Linked DNA regions of Sus scrofa: region 1 is linked to region 2. A link is a contact called in public Hi-C data. All regions are on one chromosome and are shown on one strand. The core of a region is the stretch at or near the end of the contact, and the rest is flanking DNA. Distances in the headings are between cores, read along the strand shown.

Evidence for each region. Hi-C and Micro-C count contacts between places; a contact is called where the count stands out from the background.
Region 1: a Hi-C map of embryonic fibroblasts shows a contact between it and region 2, with 2.0 times the contacts expected there. The contact joins two enhancer-like sites. A contact is called at or near these places in 4 of 47 Hi-C or Micro-C datasets (embryonic fibroblasts, fetal heart ventricle, heart right ventricle and 1 more) and 1 of 2 datasets of contacts at active chromatin or transcription factors (skeletal muscle).

The regions. Positions count from the first base shown.
Region 1 is chr1:204,414,387-204,417,205 of Sscrofa11.1, forward strand. The region is part of intron 2 of ADAMTSL1 (ADAMTS-like protein 1); the gene reads right to left. Among named protein-coding and RNA genes, the nearest start is that of ADAMTSL1, 530 kb to the right of the region's middle. Within about 2 kb of position 1,370, at least 2 of the 83 cell types and tissues checked have an H3K27ac peak or open chromatin away from gene starts, as enhancers often do. A contact at or near this core is called in embryonic fibroblasts, where this site is marked.
Region 2 is chr1:204,173,656-204,176,355 of Sscrofa11.1, forward strand. The region is part of intron 14 of ADAMTSL1 (ADAMTS-like protein 1); the gene reads right to left. Among named protein-coding and RNA genes, the nearest start is that of SAXO1, 390 kb to the left of the region's middle. Within about 2 kb of position 1,371, at least 6 of the 83 cell types and tissues checked have an H3K27ac peak or open chromatin away from gene starts, as enhancers often do. A contact at or near this core is called in embryonic fibroblasts, where this site is marked.

The DNA.
Region 1 (2,819 bases), core at 120-2,619, 240 kb after region 2:
TCAGGAGCTCCATCTTAATAAAAACTTTAAAGGGAAAAGAATAATGTGTCAGGTTCTCCTCCTTATCACAGCAGCTGGAGGTAAATTATTAAACCTGCTTTGGAACCCTGTGGTTAAGCTCCTCCTCTGGGGCTGTAAAAACAAATACTTAGCACATCTGAGAAATTTAATAAACATTAAAGAAAAAGGTAACTAAATTGAGGCCCCTAGTTTATTTGTATGTTTTTTTTTTCTTTTCTTTTTTGGGGGAGAGCAGAAAACGTACATCTAACCGAGCCACTATGGAGCCATTTGAACAGGCAGTGTCTCCTAAGTTTGAACTTTAATAACTCGCTCTCAAAATCTCCATAGAAGATATGAATTAAACCTTTAATAAGCACTTGGCAAACTTTCAGAGGGTGCATATTTTGTTTTCCCTCCCTCATATTTTCCTCAAACTTAGGACATATTACTACAGAAAGATTGCAGTTGAAGGTCTGCGATGTAGATAAAAATACCCATTTATTACACATCCTAAGCTATTTTGAGTTATAATATTCCTTTTAAAATTTAAAGCAAGCTCTTAGATATAAATGCTTCTTTTAGAATAAGACTCTACCCTATGCTTTCAGAAGATATTTTCAGTCTTGTCCATGAAGGGGGCTAAAGAAGTAGCCACTTTTAATACTCAAGGCCACAGTGAAAATCCAACAGCTATTTTTCTAGAGGCAAAACTTCACTCACAATTGGTGTGTATATATTAGCATAGTAGCCATTATTGCCCAACCATTCCAAAGAAGAATTTACTGGATTTAGTTTACTTGGCATCAACATTTATTATTGTTTTTGCCTTTTAAATATTTGCCTACCTGTGAAGCACCACAAACAGTTAAAAATTGAATTTAGAACCTTTTATTTAGGTAATATAGCTCAAAACTTTATATTCAACCATTTGGGGAAACTATATTTCAATGTTATCCCTCCCAGGGTGAGATCATTACATTTTAAGCCTCCTGGGACACACGTATGCAAAGGAATTTTTTTTGGGGGGGTCTTATTAGCATCTCCTATTATAGAAAAAAAAAACGAATTCCTTTTAAAAATTCAGCAGGTCTTTGAAGAGGCATCTTGCCATGTTTCATTTTCTGACATTACACACGAGGCCTTTTTATCTCTCTGTCATCAGTTCTTTTCCTTCCCATGCCAGTCCATGGTGAATTTCTAAGATTTTCTATCCCCAACAGAAGGAAAACCTTGGGTCTGAAATCCTGTCTTATTTTAAAACTGGTTAGAAGTAAGAGGTGTGGGGCAGCCTTGTGAGTAAGAACTAATATTTGCCAGCCCACACAAGTCTTGCTCTAGTCTGGATTTCCCCACAGAATAGATCAACTATTAGCAGAATGAATGGAATCAGCATTTTCTTTTTTTTAAAAAATAAAGACATAATTCACATATTACAAAACCCACTTTAAAAGCATACAAGTCCATAGTTTTGACTATGTTCCAAAGTTGTGCAACCATCACCACCATATAATTCCAGAACATTTCCATCACTCTCCCATATCCATGAGCAGTCACTCCCAATTCTCTCCTCCCCCTAGTCCCTGATGCTGATTAATCTACATTTTGTGTCCAAGGATGTGCCTATTCTGTACATTAACTATAAATTGAATCTACAATATGAATGGCTCCTTTCACTTTGCAAAATGCTTTCAGGGTTCATCCATGTGGTAGCATAATGAGGATGCTACATTCCTTTTTCTGGCCTGAATAATATTCCAACATTTTCTTTTCCAATTGCCCATGAAAAATTATTGCTCATCGTTGAAAAATTGCTAATTTGAGTCTTTGAACAGTTTTGAGGAGAATTAACACTACATGCTAAAACATTAAAAGCTTAATCAAACAGATTTTGAAGTCAAGAAGTTGCTGATATTCTGGTAAATAAAAGTAACCCAAAATTCCTTTTGATTTTCCCCTCTCCTGCTCTGACTTCTCAATAATGATCTTTGGAAGAAAATTTTTCCCTGGAAAAAAGTCCCCAAAATACAACAATCTCTTTAAGATGGTTTGTAAAACATTAAATTTGGGGTATTTTTTAGGAAAGGCTACTTATAAAGTAAGAAACACCTGACTTCGAATTGAAGAGATAGACATTTGAAATAATCTATGGTTTACTAAAATAAATTGTCATTTTTATTTATCCAAAAATTCAACCTAAAATATTTTTCAGCAATTAAGTCTGTTAGACTGATCACTGTATTGTAATTCTCAGCATGGTATTTGCCCCAGAGTAGTTGCTTGTTGAGCGAATGGATAGATAGATAGATAGATAGATAGATAGATAGATAGATAGACAGAAAGATAGATGATGAATGGATGGAATGGATGGATATTGATTCAGAAATCAAACCATATCCATTTTTTTGGCTTCACCCACAATATATGGAAGTTCTTGGGCCAGAGATCAAATCTGAGCAACAGCAGCAAGCCATGCTATAGCTGTGGCAACACAGGATCCTTAACCTACTGTGCCAGGCCAGGGATCAAACCTGTATCACCACAGAGACAATGGTGTATCCTTAACTAGCTATGCCACAGTGGGAACTCCTATATCCTTTTCTAACACTAAATAATCTCTAAAGTTACCCGCATGTTCATTGCAGCACTATTAACAATAGCCAAGACATGGAAACAACCCAAATGTCCATTGGATTAGGAAGTTGTGGTATATATACACAATGGAATACTACTTAGCCATAAAAAAGAACAAAATAATGCCATTTGCAGCAACATGGATGAAACTAGAAACTCTCATAGTGAGTGAAGTAAGTCAGAAA
Region 2 (2,700 bases), core at 121-2,620:
TTATTATCTCCATTTAATATATAGCTGACGGAAAAACTGAGGTATTAGCCACATACCTAGTAATGTTTCACGTTCGTAAGCACTACACATCAACATCTCTCCTGATTGACATGCTCACTTGGATATTTCAAAAGTATTTCCAACTTAAAATGTCCAAAATGGAACTCTTGATTTCCCTCCTCAGCATCTACTCCTTTTCCAGTCTTCTCCTTCACAGCAGTGATGCAACCAGGCATCTAATTGCTCACATGAAAAATGAGGAGTTATTCTTTACCCTCACTTCCCCTGATTCCTCACATTCAAATGATTCTCAAATTCTATTAATTCCCCCTCAAAAATATATCTGCAATTCATTTACTTCTCTCCATCTCCACTACTACCACCTTGATATAAAAACAACTATAGTAACAGCCCAAAAGTTCTCTGCTGTGTTTTAAGCATTTTTACATACTAACTCATTATAACATTGTTAGGGGATGGGTAGAATCAGAAACACTGTGAAACAAGATTACTGGTTTCCTGTTAATGGACTACCCAGCTTTCCCAATCTATCAAAGTCTATGGAATGCTGAGTCTTTGGTCTACTTTGCAGCTCCATAGAGATGACAGTTTTCTTGCAGAGGGCTGATGATGACGTAAATGTTTCTTATTCCTAATGATGGATTTTTTTTTTTTCTATTCATGCCAATGCAAAAGATTTTGTCTGGTAGAAAATAGAAACATTTCTAGATACAATTAACATTAGAACTGGTTTTAACATCTTACTGGTTCCTTCCCAATTCATGAGCTAAATAAAAATTTGACACGTGCTCATTTTATATTTACAAATTGTGATTTTATCTTTTTGAAAATTATATTTTAACAACAATCTTTTCATTCCAATTTCTAGATGATAAAATTGAGACCCAGTTATTTCCAAGGTCATCCTGCTAAATAAATGGCAGAATCAAGATTCAAACCATGGCCAGTTACTGTGGAATCCATGCTTTCATCACCTCACTGTCCTGGCTCTCAGGCTGCCGTGGAAGCCAGATCACTAACGCTAAATTGGCTCTCTCCTGGACTACCACAACAGCCATGGATCTCTTTTCTTTGTCTGTTAGCCCTTACTGAGTCAATCTTCAAGTTGTAGCCAGGGGCCTCTTACCATGGAAAGCTTTTAATTGTTCCTCCTCTACTCAGACAAAACAAAAATAAAAACAAACAAACAAACCCAAGCTTTTTTGCCAAGGTTACATTATGCCCTTATCCATCTTGATATCCTATCCTTGATATTCCTCCCAGTCATTAGCTTCCAGATACCCTAGTCATCCTTCACTTGTATAAAGATGCGTAATTCTCTATTGACTCAAAGCTTTGGCATGTGTGGGTCAGCCTCCCTGGATGACTCTCCTCCCTCCTCTCAGCTTGGAATAAGCTTTGCTCATCCTACAGGTCTCAGCTGACATGTTGCTTCTCAGAGAAGACTTCCTTGACTGCAAGACCCATGGGGGAAGCCTTACCCTGTTAGTTTATCTTAGAACACCTCTTCATTTTCTCACAACAGAGATGGGTCTTTGATAATCCTATGTGAATCTTTATGGAATAACTATCTCCTTTACTAGACCTAATCTTTATAAGAGGTAGGTTTCACATAATATATGCTCAATAAATACATTTTTTTCCAACAAATAAATGAATGGATAAATAGGAGGGTAAGAGTTGATGTTATGAGTGACTTGATACTGTGCTTATTCTTGGCCCCCAAATTTGAAGCCAAGCTAGAGAAAGAGGCAATAGGCTAAAACCTCAAAGAAACTAAATCATAGTTTTCAATTCTAGGCATTGGCATGGAAAATCCAAAGCCTTTTTCCTACTTTAGAAGTTTCTTATGATCTTTCAAAAAGTGATTGTGACTAAATTTAGTAGCTATAGTGGGTTATGTATTTATATTTATTTCTTTTTTTAAAAAAATTTTTGGACACCCTGCAATATATGGAGTTCCCAGGCCAGGGATCAGATTCAATCTGTGGTTATGACCTAAGCTGCAGCTGCAGCAATGCTGGATCCTTAACCCTCTGTGCCAGGCAGGGGATCAAACCTGTGTCCCAGTGTTCCCAAGACTCCACTGATCCCATTGTGCCACAGCAGGGAACTTATTTATTTATTTATTTATTTATTTTTGTGTGTGTGTTTTCAGGGCTGTACCTATGGCATATGGAGGTTCCCAGGCTAGGGGTCAAATTAGAGCCAGCCACAGCCATAGGCACGCCAGATCCGAGCCATGTCTGTGACCTACACCATAGCTCATGGCAACACCAGATACTTAAACCACTGAGAAAGGCCAGGGATTGAACCTATGTCCTCATGGATGCTAGTCAGATTTGGTAACTCCTTATTTATATTTCTTATTGCTTCCCTTGGGCAGTATGTGCTAGTTTCAAATTAGTCTTGATGGGATTTGGGTTATCATGTAGCTTGAGGTGAGTTTAAATTGTGTCTATGTTCTTTAGTTAAATCTCAATAAAAATGTTGTTTTATAGAATAAAAGGATTTGGGGGCAATTTTGAGCAAGAGGCTGCCTTCAGTAATTTATCCATGATTCTGGTTGAATACTGCCTTATTATATAACCAGCCACCCAAAAATGAAGATTTTGCAGCATTTTGGAATTGTTCCTAGGTTAGAGGAGCCTAGAAAGAGCTCCTATTTTTCTATCTCTT